3 separate regions of the Mus musculus genome follow, and all the other regions are linked to region 2. A link is a contact called in public HiChIP or PLAC-seq and promoter capture Hi-C data. All regions are on one chromosome and are shown on one strand. The core of a region is the stretch at or near the end of the contact, and the rest is flanking DNA. Distances in the headings are between cores, read along the strand shown.

Region 1 (4,479 bases), core at 1,699-4,198, 1.0 Mb after region 2:
GCACAGTGATAATGGGGAGAGAAGTTTTCAGGGTTCCCTAATCCCCATAGGCTCCTTTAACAAACCAGCAGCTGCAAGAAGCCAGGAGCTCCTGAGGCCTCTGTGTGTGCGCACTGTTCTCTCCGCTTCACACATCCTTAAAATAAAGCTCATCTTGTACAGTAGACACCAGACAGGATTAACAACAACTAATCATGAAATTAAACAACTATAAACAGTAGATTGCAATAAAATTTGCTTAATAATTATCAACTGTTTATTTCTGGACCTTTCCACCTAATGTTTTTTGGAGTATGGATAACAGAAACTACAGAAAGGGAAAACACACATATAAAAGAGAACACAGAACAGGCTCTTAGGTCCCTCGTGAGACAGGTTAATGTGTAAGTTGTCCTGTTGTGAAACAGAGGGTTTGTTTGATTAACATGGACAGAATTCTCTTTAAGATAGAAAAATGAGATACACTATAAGAAAATGGCTTTTCATCCTCATCCGGATGATAGTTTCTTAAATGGTGGGTCATGACCCTATGAGATCATGTGACTGAATTTAAAACTTGTTTTGTGTGTGTGTGTGTGTGTGTGTATTATAGTAAAACATTTAAAAACATAAAATAATTAAAAATTTATTAAAACTCAATGTCAAATGAATCTCAGGCGCTTGTGGGAGCACTTGACCATGTTGCATCGTGAAACTTCACTGCAGCCTTGGTTTGGACAGCCAACAAAAACATTTAGTAAAAAGAAAACTCACAAAGAATGAAGCCTAAACCACTCCAGATGCAACTCAAGATTGCTGTTAAAACTTCTAAAGTTTTCGCCACACATACACATGCACACACATGCACACACTCATTCACATGCACATGCGCACAAACATGCTCGCACATACATGTACACACATGCCCACATGAAGGGCTCTGCTCCTTTAGAAACATAATATTAATTATGGAAAACAAAATGCAGTATTTTTCTTGTCATCAATGCTCAACATGCATCAGATTAGCTATCTCTGGATTACATTGTGTTTCGTTTTAAAAACTGCTGCTTGAGTTGCTAACTTGATTTCCATTAAAAAAAAAAAAAAAGATGAACTGAGGACCTGCCAGATGGCTCAGTGCTAAGTGCAGTGGCTGGCAAGCCTGCGGACTTGAGCCTCATCTCAGAATCCACGAGGTGGGAGGGAGCCAACTCGGCAAAGTTGTCTTTTGACCTTCACAGACTTGCCTACTACACACACAACTATAAAAATAAAAATAAAGATTTCTACAACGTCATTTGGGGTTAGGACAGAATTTCTATCGGTCAGGGACATTTCTGAAATGGCCCTAACCTCTTGCTACTTTATCTTACGTATCTATATAAAGCAGTGTTCTCAGCATTGATGGTTATAAAGTAGAATTATCAATCTGCTCTGAAAACTGTTGAAGACTCTGATCCCTGCTGTAACTTCATTCTTAATGTAAGACTAACCAAGTGCATCCACTTGGAGATTGAACCTACAGCCAAAACATTCTGGGCAATCTCCCTTCCACTGAGCCAAACACCAGTCTTGTCCATTTCATGACTATGCAAATTTGCTTTCATCTTTAACAAAATGGTAAAATTATATGTATACCAAAGAATTCCCTTGGAATAAATGTCTTATGTGATTATTGGCAATAAATATTCCACTACTGTGTCATGTAAAAAAAAAAAAATTCTCCAGCAGAAAGGTGTGTCCTGTGGAGGACGTGTAGGAAAAGTTGTTCCGGGTAGTCAGAATTGACAGAAAGGCTGAAAGGGACTGGTCCCAGAACACTCACTTGATATCTGATACCAGGTGTGGCACTGATCTTAGATAAAATAATACTTGTGAAAATTTTAGAAGTTAAAATTCATTTGTTCATGATTCGAAACAATAACTACAAAAAGCATCCTTTAAAAAAAAAAGAAGTCCTTAAAGCCGGGCGTGTGCTGTCATAGCTCCAGTCCCTGTGCTCAGGCTGAGGCAAGAGAACCACTTGAGTGTGAAGTCAGAGGCTGTGCTTCAGAGGAAAACCCCCACTCCTAAAACCAACACCAAAAGACTAAAATCAAAATCAAGATTGAGTTATCCTGGCATTGTGATTTACTAAGTGTCTCAGTAGCTGGCAGAAATAGCCCGTTAACTGCAGACTCTGGCTGTACAGAGACCAGAAACCTTCAGGGAGCCTCTGTGAATAGTCCTGTTTTACTCTGGGAACGGGCCACAGATAAGGCATACAGGCCTTTGTAGATTTGAACTCAGGTCTGACACCGGGCTAACCTCCTAATCATGCCAGCACCACCCTTCCCTTTTAACCTCCTAAGATAAGATAACGTCAAACCAGGCCTTTCCCTGACCTCTAGAAACCCTTGAAGGGTGTCAACAACCCTTCCTCATTCATTGCTACAGGCCATCACAGCCTTGCAAACTCCCCCCCCCCGCCCCCCCCCCCCAGTCTTATCTGATTTTCTCTGCAGAGAAGGAAGACACACAGGGAGGTGCATCTGTACACCTGAGTCAGAGGAAGTAAGCAGGGCTCTGTGTGAAAGCCTTGAAACAAAGAAGTCGAATTGTAAGTGTCCACCAACCCAGGAAGCTCACAAGAATGGGAAGCTACGAGCTTTAGGGCTTTGTAAAGCTGCAATGCAAAACCTTGGAAGAATTTGCCCCACCTTACCTCCGAGCGGCAAGGAGAACGTCCTATTTTAAAAACAGACAAAAGCCCTCCACGTTTGAGGTGGAAGTGGAGAAGGGAAGCTCTCCAGCTAAAGCACGCACTCTTGCTAGACTAGGGACCCCGGAGAAGCCACTGTTGAAATAATCATGAGTCTGTGCCTGAACTTTCCGGCCCTATTCTCGAGCATCGTCAAGGATCTCTCTACACCAGAAATCTGAGCATGCGCTGATGAGAAAAGCAGCAGCTGTATTTCCTCACCCGAGGCGCTCTGGCTCTTTGGTATTGGAAGCTCTCACCGCGCAGACAGGGCAGGCTGGTGAGCACGAGAAAAGGGAAATAGGGGCAGAAGGGAAGGTGAAAGGAAACTTAGGGGTTTTCTGTTTTGTTTTAGTTTTTCTCAATATTTTTGTGTCACAAGAGGACACATCTCCCTGCCCCTGGACAAAGGAATACAGAAACACAAACAAGCTAGCTGGCTAACTCTTGAAACACCAGCCTAGAGCAGAAGCACATGTGTGTCCCACACCAAGAGACAGTGGTGGTCCCCATGGAAACTATGTTCATGCACAGCCCAAAGCTGTGAAGGTGACAGGAGGCTTTCAGCAGTGATGTCAAAGGACACCAACTGAAATCTATCTGGAGCAAGAAGGTACAGAAAGCTCAGCTTCAATCCCAATTAGGGACCTACCTGTGGCCCGAACACTACCTCAGCTGAGAAAAGGTCTGTTCCTGGCCGCTGCCCTAGCCCCCTTTCAGCAGGACTGAGTGAGCAATGGCCATGTCCTCACAAACAGACCTTATAATGCCAACCCCAGGCCTGTCTGACTTCTGAGTTGGCCTGTGGCCTAGAATTCCTTGCTTCTGGCCCCACCTAACAGATGGGGTATGCCAAAATGCCAGGCCCAAACTTGCTAAACCCTTTGGACACTCTGTCTTGGACCACCCAGCTGTCTGTACAGAGGCCAAGTTCTATATCCAGGTTAAGCACTCCAAGGCTGCATTCCTCTTAATATGGGGGTGTTTCTGCTCTGTGGTGCTGGGGTTCTAGTAAGTCCCTGTAAATCCTCACCATCTCCTACCTTCTTCTCACCTGAAACCTAAAACTGGTAAATTGTGCCAAGTCTGTCCCAATCAAGGTAGTCTCTGAGAGAATTATTTCCATACTGGGTACCAAAGGTAGGAGTGGGAAATATAGCCATCCTCTTTGGTCCTCACTCTCATCCAAATAATTCTTTCTTTCAGAAGCAGGAGAAGAAAGGCCCTATAAGTTCAGCATCTCTGCAACCAGCTGCCTCAACTCTCCTCTTGTGTGATGCAGGCAATGAAGGAAGAGTTGCCTGATCCCAGAAAGTTACTGGCAAGTTGGATAGTGGGTTTCTGCTGGCCCAGAGCTGGCTATGTTTCTTTTAAAGCTGAAAGACCCTAGTATGAGCTGATTTAAAAATATCCAATTTTTAAGGATCATGCAGTAAGAAGAGAAGGGAAAGCCAGAGGAGTGTAAACACTTTCAAAGGATAAAATGAGATTGCTCTCATATTAAAATTGAAATTATTATAGGTGTATGCGATGTCAAGAGTGGGCAGTTACCTTTGCCACAGGTTGCATGTGAGGATCAGAGGACAGCTTTGTGGCGTCAGCTTTTTCAGTCTACCTTTATGTGTATTCTGGGGATCCAATGCAGGTCACTGCTTTACCCACTGACCACTTTTCCCATTCTTGTGAACTTCCTGTTTCAAATGAAATTATGAAGCTGTTCAAAGAGGCCATACTCAAGGCCTCTCTTCTGTACTTGCTTG
Region 2 (4,070 bases), core at 1,200-3,699:
CTCGCTAGTGAGTCTGCTCATTGTGAGCTTGCTGGCAGCTACACCAACCTTGGTCCTAAGACACTCCTGGCACATCTTGAGTTCTTACTTTTGATTATGGCTGGCTGTGGCCAAAAGGGATGGAGATCTGAGTGGGCTGTCTGCCACAGGCAGCTGGAACCTTTCCCAGCCCCAATTAACCTTGCATAATGTTTGAATAAAGTAACTGGAGTGAGCTAGCTGGGTGTCAGTCTTTCCCAAGAAAGCTGAACCCCTCTGCTCTTTCGAAAATGAAGATTTAGCACCTTGGTGAGCTTCTCTCTCTACTGTGGCACTTATGACTGACACTAATCAATAAAGCACAAACAATAAAAACTTCAGTACACCATAGCAACTAACTACATTATTTAAGGAATAAATAACCTAGAGATGACTTAAACAATTGGGAAGGAATGGAGGCTAGCTTTGTGGCAGAGCACAGGCCCAGTAAAAGTGAGTCCCCAAGTTTGAGTTTCAGCATTATCACATGAATGAAAGAATAAATGAAGAAAAGGAGAGACAGCCACACACAGGGTACCATACAAAACCACACCACTTTATGCAAAGAACTTCACAATCAGGAGATTTGGTTATCCAAAGGGGTCATGAAACCATCTCCCATGGATTATGATATATGACCATATTGCACATTCTACAGTTTGTTCCTTTTTTCAAGGCATGCAGTCAGAAAAGCCAAATGTAACCTTGGTTGCTCTATAAACATGTTACTTTACATATGAAAGAACCACGCAAGTACACCACATACAATCTTTGCTGTTTGATAAACTATGAGATTTGCCATACTTACCTGAGGAGCAATACGGTTAACAATATGTGAAATCTCATCACTGTATGCACTGGAAATCTGCTTTTTTCTTCCTTTACCTAAAGAAACAAGACATTTCTATGAATTTTAGACCAAGAATTCTAAAATCAGTTGTCACTTTTTAGGAAACAATTGTAATCAGTACAACTTAATGACTCCACCCTAGAATCAGACAGAAAAATCACACATGAGGTTCTAAAAAACAAAACAAAAAACCCAAAACCGTTGTATTATGATGTTACCAGACTAAAATTTTACCGACAATAATTCTTCAAGCACCTACCCACATAAAAATAACAACAGATTACCTAACTGCTTTGTCATTGGAGAATTTTGATCCCAGAAGATATCAGTTTGTCCATCTGGATCATTTGGAGAACTGAAGGTACAGGATAATAAATCCATTTTCACGATTTGTACTGGCGTCTCCTTTCCTGCATAAGATGACAATCATTGCTTCTAAGTGTTACGTTACTTCATAAAAGCTAAAGTCAAACAATTAATTTTCATGTCCAATACAAAGCTTGTCTCCTAAAGACAGTTACTTTAACCACAATAGAAATGTTTCAATGAAAATAATATCTTAATACTTCATAAGTTTAGCACTGTAGTTAGGAAGTGTTCTTTGAAAATTCCATAGGCCCAGGAATGATACCATCTGATCACTGAATTACTATCACCAGGCTTTAGGTACCTCCATGACGTCAGCAGATGTACAGGAAATGCATCCAAACAGAAAGCCAAGCTAAACTCTCACAAGGCCCCTCCTGTAAACTCGACCCAATTTTTTTTTTACTCCATACACCCCAAAACCAATAGTGATTTGTTTCTAGGGAAGCTCTGTCTAGAATCACTTGAAGGTTTACAATGTTATTTTTCTTTCCCAGCCTCGTTTTATTCATAGCAGAAACAAGCAAGGTAACAGACATTGTATTTTACGGACACACCCTAGGATAGAGGTTATGAGTTTGGTCCTTATTGGGATAGATATCTCTTAACTCCAAGTTTACAGAAATGAACGCGCCATCGGTTTGCTGGGCTAACCGGATGTTACACCTAGCAAGTTCCGGGAGCACACTACGGTTTCTGAGGTGGCCCTTTTTGCAAAACAAAACAGCGAGGAAAACAACAACAACCAGCGTAGGTGCCCAGTTTCCGGAACACAGTCCACGGCACAGGCCCCGCCCACAACCAGACGTTCAGAAAAGGCCCGGTTTACCGGACTCGGCTCTGCAGCCCCAGGCCTCCCGCCCGGTCTGCACCGCCAGGCTCCGCTCCCCGCCCTCTCCTCACCCCGGGGACTGCGCCCGCCGTCAGCCGCTGCCTGCCGCTGCGCCCGCCGCGCAGACCGCGTTCCCGCCCGGCGGAGCTGGGAGCTGCAGGCCGCCCTGGACTCCCGCAGCCACGGCTCTGCCGCCGGGCGGCAGTTCTTAGCAGCCGCCCTGTGCGGCGTGCTCCTCCGGGCAGGGCTGTCCGCATGCTTCCTTCGCCGACTCATTCCCGTGCCACCGTCCTTCAGCTGCATTCACATTTTGCTACAGCGGAGCAGGGCAACTGCTCGACAGAGAGCCCGCGCGCCACCGTGCAGCGCCATCTTTGCAAGTCGGGCGCGCAAAATACGCTGCTTCTAATTGGCTGCCTCCGTCTAGGGGCGGGTTACTACGCATGGTGCGGATTGGCTGCGTCAGTGTGAGGGGCGGGGTTAGAAGGCTGCGGCCAGGGCTGAGGAAACAGGAGTTTTCTGAGGTCTACCATCAGACTCGTCCAACTTAGCAGGAACTGCAGGACCCTTTTCTGGATCTGTGACAGGAACTTGGTATGTGAGACAGTAAAGAGTTCATATACAATGACAGATTCTTATTGAATTTAAAATTTAATTGATTATTTCTAAGATTCAAATGATGGTGTGTTATTCGATAATATGAGAAAATAAAGACTATAGTTTAGGAGGTAATAAACGCAATAGTTCATAGATGTTCTGTTATGTGCGTAGCTCCAAAATGTAGGAAAACGTATTAATTTAATAAACTAACAGTCGCTGGAAACTGTACATGCAAAACAGAGCTGTCATCTTAGTAGGAATAAAATAGTGTTTATTTTGAATCAAGTAATAATTTCCATGGCCAGGGAGCATTGATTCAGGTTGGCCTAAAAACATGTTTCAATATAAAAGCAATCGCACAGACTTTAACAGTCACAGAACAAAAAACAAAGCATTTGCCAGGCGCTTTGTTGGGGACAACAGGTAGTAGGTGGGTTACAGCAAAGCAGGAGATGATTCGTCCATAGGCTTTAGGTAAGGATATAATTTATGAGACCCATCCTTTCGTTGATGGAAGTTAGTGATCTGGTAACAGTGCATTCCAAAGTTTTTACCTGCTAGCCTTCAGGATGCCAATCCTGACAGCTGGGTCCTTAATGGCTACTTAGGGCACTAAAGATAGCCATAAAGATTATTTGGTTTTATATCTGTAACACTCCAGTTTCCTTATCATGAAGTGTGTCTGTCTTTTTGTTTTTCAGACAGTGTCTTATGTGTGCCCTGCCTCCTTATTTAATGCAGTCTCGCTGTGAACTCCTGGTCTTCCTGTCTCAAGCTTGTCAGTGCTAGGACCACAGGTCTAGGTCCTGAACAGAATCATCAGCGTAGTTGTGCCTTCTTCCATGCCCCAAATAAAGTGAAACTCGGAGGTTAATTGTGCTTTAATAGATTAGTAATAAACCAAATTCTAAGTTTTTAAAGAATATGATTTGCGATAAATAGTAAAACAAAAGAGTGCCAACTCTACAGAGAGAACTATAAAACACCTTAGAAATAAATTGAAGGCCAAAATAAAAAGGGCTATGCTGTGTTTGTGGTCTGTGTCACTCACTACTGTTAAAGAGTCAATTCTTCCCAAACTGGTGTATAGTCAGTGCTGATGCCCTTAGTCTCAGAGCGGGAGGCACATGCCTGTGCAAAGGGAGGATACCTTTACTCTAAGACATGGAATGAAAAAGGAAAAAGAGACAAGAAATTTCTTGATCTCTTGAAGCATAATGAAGCTGAATCTCACCCAAATGTCAGGAGAGTGGTTAAGACTTACAACAATGTTCTAGCGGTGAAGGGACAGACAAATAAATGGATGGGACAGATAAAGTGCTTAGGTGGAAGCACTGACTTACACCTAAGTACAGGCTTTGTATAATACAAATAAAAGCCATTTAAATAATGAGGAAGGACTAT
Region 3 (3,998 bases), core at 1,424-3,923, 1.1 Mb after region 2:
ACCCTAACTTTAAACAAGCACCACATCTGGATGTTTTCAGCTGAGCAAGAACAGCAAGCCTCCTGTAATTTATAGTTCTGTTTTATTCAGAATTTTAGGAAATCTTTGGCATCTATACGACGGCCACATAAACATGCCATATGCAGACACTCTCATATCTTTTATTTGTAAAGGACTAATTTTCATAATTGTATTTAATCTGAAATATCAACTTTTTTTTTACCATAAAAGAAACAGCAAAAGGTTCTGTTTCAACTAGAGCATACATTTGAGTATTACTTCAATACAAATATGACAGATGTCATAATACACAAAAAGAGGCCATGTGAAGTGTGACAGTTGCAAACATTTAAGACTGTGTAACAGAAGTGACTGAGAATCATACGAGTTTACTGTCCTTCAACTATTTCCTTGACAGTGGAGTCAAATAATGTTGAATTATAGACTCCTTACAGGAAGTCTTATTTCATGTTCATTTTTTTTTTAATTTTTCTCTGTTAGGCCCTGTAGGACTTTGGCTGCATGCCCACTTTCCTTTAGAAGTTTTTGTATACATCCTTGGGTTGTGTTTGATGATTAAATGATTATTTATTAAAACCTTTAGGGTTGGTGGTGTAGTTCAGTGGTAGAGCACTGATTTAGGTAGGGTCCAATCCCCGGAAAGGCACACACAAACACACGTCTATACTCTACAGCTTCACACTTTTGACATGTTTACTTTCCATAAGAGAATATTGCTTTTGCAATGGAAACCGTAATGTTGCCAATATGAAAAAAATGTTTCATCCGAATCTATGTTGAAAATATTTTCTTAATGGTGAGAGCCTTAATAAAATCTGTTATCATTCTTTGCAGTTTCTCCAAATGTACTTTGAACATCGAGGGAGGCTAAGCTGACTGTATACTGCTTAGTAGACCCCAGGCTAATACTTCAATCTATCTGCTTGGCCTTAATAACCATTTTGCAGCTACAGATCCACAAGCAGTCTCATTTTTTGAGTCTGAAGTTTCCATGTGTATTTTCCCTCCCATTGCCCAGTAACAGCTGTGTTTTACATCTTTTGGGCTATGCCAAGCATTTTAAGATATGAATATATAAGTGTCTGAAAACAAAGTGATTCAAAATTTATTGTCAGAGTTGGACAGTTTTAGCATATTGGCTGCCTTTTGGAAAGGAGAACCCACATTTCCATCCTTTATTTCCTGCCCCCCTTCTCTTCCTTTAGTATTAGTCCAATAGTCATAGTGGGCACACTACTCTATGTACTACTGAATGGTGAGCAATGGAGCCATTCCAACGGAGAAGAATGGCTGTTTGAGTGACCTATTGCCTCAGAGCTAGTTAAACCAGAAACAATAGTTACAGTTTGCTTTGTACAAAGTAGCATTGGGATTGCTGCTTTCTATTAACCATAGAACTTGCACTGGGGACTTCTACTGGGAGGAGAGGGAATTGGGGGGGGGAGCTAAGGAAATGAAGAAGAGAGGAGAAAGAGGGGAACTGGAAAGGCCCTAGGAGTAGTAGTCTGTGTACTATTGGCATTTAAACCTGGCTGACATTTAACGTTGTAATTAATCCAGGCTATTTGCATAGACTAGATCCTATACCCTTTTTTCTTATTGTTTTTCTTAAATGTTTTAAATACCTCTATTAAGAATCAATCTATCTCTACTCACAAATCCATACATAAATATAAAAGCCAAGCAGAAAATAACAATAAAAACATACCTGCTAAATAAGTAACTTTTAATTCAAAGCAACAGAGGATCTGGAATGTGCATCCCAATTAGCCCGTGTAGTGACAAGCAGTCAACACCTTATTATTTAATCATTAAAGAGAATCTTGCCATAATTCTCCTCTGACATATTTCAAAAAATGAATTAAAGATACATCATGTGACCCACAACAACAATCTACAGTAAAGTTAGATAATGCTAACACTCCATATTCTACAAAGATTGTGCACTGAGAGGCTCAGGAATAAGTTCTTAAATAAGATCCTATGAAGGATTTACAGATTTTTTTTAAAAGTGTATTAAATGTAAGCATTCAGAAACAAGCTACCTAAGGGCCTGTTTGCCTACCCACTGCTGGTTGTATCCAGTTTTTGAGTAGATGAAAACACAATTGTTTCTAGTATTGGTAAACATCTGCTGCCTCATCATTTTTTTTTCTAAGCTGCCGATATAAGCCATGAAGGACATTAGGTTGTCCCCGCCTTACAGGAACCTCTTCCAGGAACCTCTTCCAGCAGGAAGCTGAAATCTCCCGAGGATGACTTTCCTTGCTACTTCGTAATAGGGGAGAGCTTTCAGTCAAGTCTGATTTCGGTTTTAAAACTGTTTCACTCAAACTATGCTTTAAAAGAGGCATTCGGAACTTCGCAAATAGATAAAAACCATCTCCATCAAAGTTCCCAGGCCCATTTGAGAACCCTTCGCAATGGCTCAGACCTCTCTAGATCTCCTGGACCTGGTGACCAGGCGCCCTGAAGCCTAGGCTGCCCAGCCCGGGGGCTGGGTGCCCGCCCTCGCCCTCAAGCTGCTTCCACCCCAGGGAGCCAGCTAGCACTTGGCTTTTAACCTGTGGTGCCAGCGGGGCTTCTGAGCTTCATCTCAGCAAGCCACAGTACTTGGCCTCGGACGTCACGGGCCTGTCAGGATTAACACGCAACAGGGCGCCCTGCTCAGGCCGCCAGCCCCGGCCCAGGAGCAGTTAAATGCAGATTCTGAGGAGGAACTCCTGGAGAGCTGCTGTTGAATAAAACTGTAATCCGAAGATTTCTCCGCGTCCAGCTTCCCCGCTGGAGAGAAGCTGGGTCGCCGCTGATGGCGGAGCACAGGCCTGGCTAATCTCTGCTCTCTCCCCGAGACCTGGCCAGCCCCGAGGCTCTCCGCTCCTATCTCCCTTAGTCCTTGGAGTCCAAACTGCTTAGATTCGAGAATAAAGAGGACCAGATATGCCCGGGAAGAAAGGCGACATCCGGTAGTGCAGCCTCAAGACCAGCATCCCCGCCAGGCACCCCCAGTTCTACCCACGACCCCTAGTCTCCAGCACCGCCTAGCCCGCGTCCTCCCAGCCAAACCTTAGCCTAGACGCCTCCCTTTCAGTACTCTACGGGTTTCAGCCTGGCCCTCTGAGACCAGCAATTCCTGTCTAGGCTCTCTGCAACCCCTCGGGGTCGCGGGCATCTGCGCCTAGCGATAGCGCAGCGGTCGGGAGAGGGCGCCCAGGAGGCTGGCGGCCACTAGGCATGGCCAGGGGACCTCCAGATGGCCTCTAAGAGTGGAGAAGACCGTGAACCCCTAGGAAGTGGGTAAGAATAGGATTACAGCTTCTACTGGTGTCTTAAATCTGATATGATATACAATATATATGATATTGATACGATATGATATATGATACATTTTATGTTAGATAGATAGATAGATAGATAGATAGATAGATAGATAGATAGATAGATAGATAGATAGATAGATAGATGTAGGTCCTACAACATTACATGAACAAGTGGATTTCCCACCAGCATAATAGCACTCCAGGAAATTGGCTGGCATAAAAGTCCTTGATCCCAGGCCTGGTGAGAATGGCAACCTCGGTGTCTTCCGAGGGTAAGGGAGATAAAACAAAATAAACCGTACTGCCAGCAGGCCCTAGAGACAGCGTGGTTAATGAGCTAACTAGGCCTTCCTGAAGTGTAAAGTCCCCTAGGGTACCTAGCTCCAGTGCCGGGTCTCTAACAGGCTGGGCCACCTTCGTTGACAGGTGGAGAAGCCACTCTTCCATGTCTGGCTCCTGAGGATCCACAACGGGCCTCAGCATCCCCCTGGGACCAGCCCTAGACTTCTAAACCAACACTTGGAGACCATGAGGTGGCTCTGGTGCCTTGACCTTCACTCCCCACCCCTTCAGGAGAAGAGAAGCCCAGCCCACCCTGCTCCCAGACAAAGCATCTTGCTTTCACCTCCCCTAGACCCTTTCCTCCACACTAGCTAG

What was found. Promoter capture Hi-C pulls out the DNA fragments that hold promoters and counts their contacts. HiChIP or PLAC-seq counts read pairs in DNA pulled down with a chosen protein or histone mark.
Region 1: a contact with region 2 is called in a promoter capture Hi-C map of embryonic stem cells, with 4 times the contacts expected there. The contact joins the enhancer-like site here to the promoter of Etaa1 in region 2. A contact is called at or near these places in 7 of 39 promoter capture datasets (the 3T3-L1 cell line, embryonic stem cells, hippocampal neurons and 2 more), 2 of 115 datasets of contacts at active chromatin or transcription factors (embryonic stem cells and extraembryonic endoderm stem cells) and 1 of 9 other capture datasets (macrophages).
Region 3: an H3K27ac HiChIP or PLAC-seq map of the NIH/3T3 cell line shows a contact between it and region 2, with 5 times the contacts expected there. The contact joins the enhancer-like site here to the promoter of Etaa1 in region 2. A contact is called at or near these places in 10 of 39 promoter capture datasets (the HPC-7 cell line, cranial neural crest, embryonic stem cells and 3 more), 9 of 484 Hi-C or Micro-C datasets (brain, cardiomyocytes, cerebellar granule neurons and 5 more), 8 of 115 datasets of contacts at active chromatin or transcription factors (the NIH/3T3 cell line, cardiomyocytes, differentiating embryonic stem cells and 5 more) and 2 of 9 other capture datasets (embryonic stem cells and macrophages).

The regions. Positions count from the first base shown.
Region 1 is chr11:18,955,008-18,959,486 of GRCm38.p6, forward strand. The region is part of intron 7 of Meis1 (Meis homeobox 1); the gene reads right to left. Among named protein-coding and RNA genes, the nearest start is that of Gm16141, 32 kb to the right of the region's middle. Within about 2 kb of position 2,949, at least 91 of the 459 cell types and tissues checked have an H3K27ac peak or open chromatin away from gene starts, as enhancers often do. A contact at or near this core is called in embryonic stem cells and extraembryonic endoderm stem cells, where this site is marked.
Region 2 is chr11:17,951,426-17,955,495 of GRCm38.p6, forward strand. Etaa1 (Ewing tumor-associated antigen 1) reads right to left here and starts at 2,450. Exons shown (of 6, transcript NM_026576.4): 1 at 2,138-2,450; 2 at 1,153-1,278; 3 at 827-903. The coding sequence starts at 2,369. Etaa1os (Ewing tumor-associated antigen 1, opposite strand) reads left to right here and starts at 2,545. Exons shown (of 3, transcript NR_131915.1): 1 at 2,545-2,660.
Region 3 is chr11:19,005,113-19,009,110 of GRCm38.p6, forward strand. The region is part of intron 6 of Meis1 (Meis homeobox 1); the gene reads right to left. It overlaps Gm16141 (a long non-coding RNA gene), which reads left to right. Exons shown (of 3, transcript XR_381070.4): 1 at 1-3,998. Among named protein-coding and RNA genes, the nearest start is that of Meis1, 12 kb to the right of the region's middle. Within about 2 kb of position 2,674, at least 74 of the 459 cell types and tissues checked have an H3K27ac peak or open chromatin away from gene starts, as enhancers often do. A contact at or near this core is called in the NIH/3T3 cell line, cardiomyocytes, cerebellar granule neurons and 4 more, where this site is marked.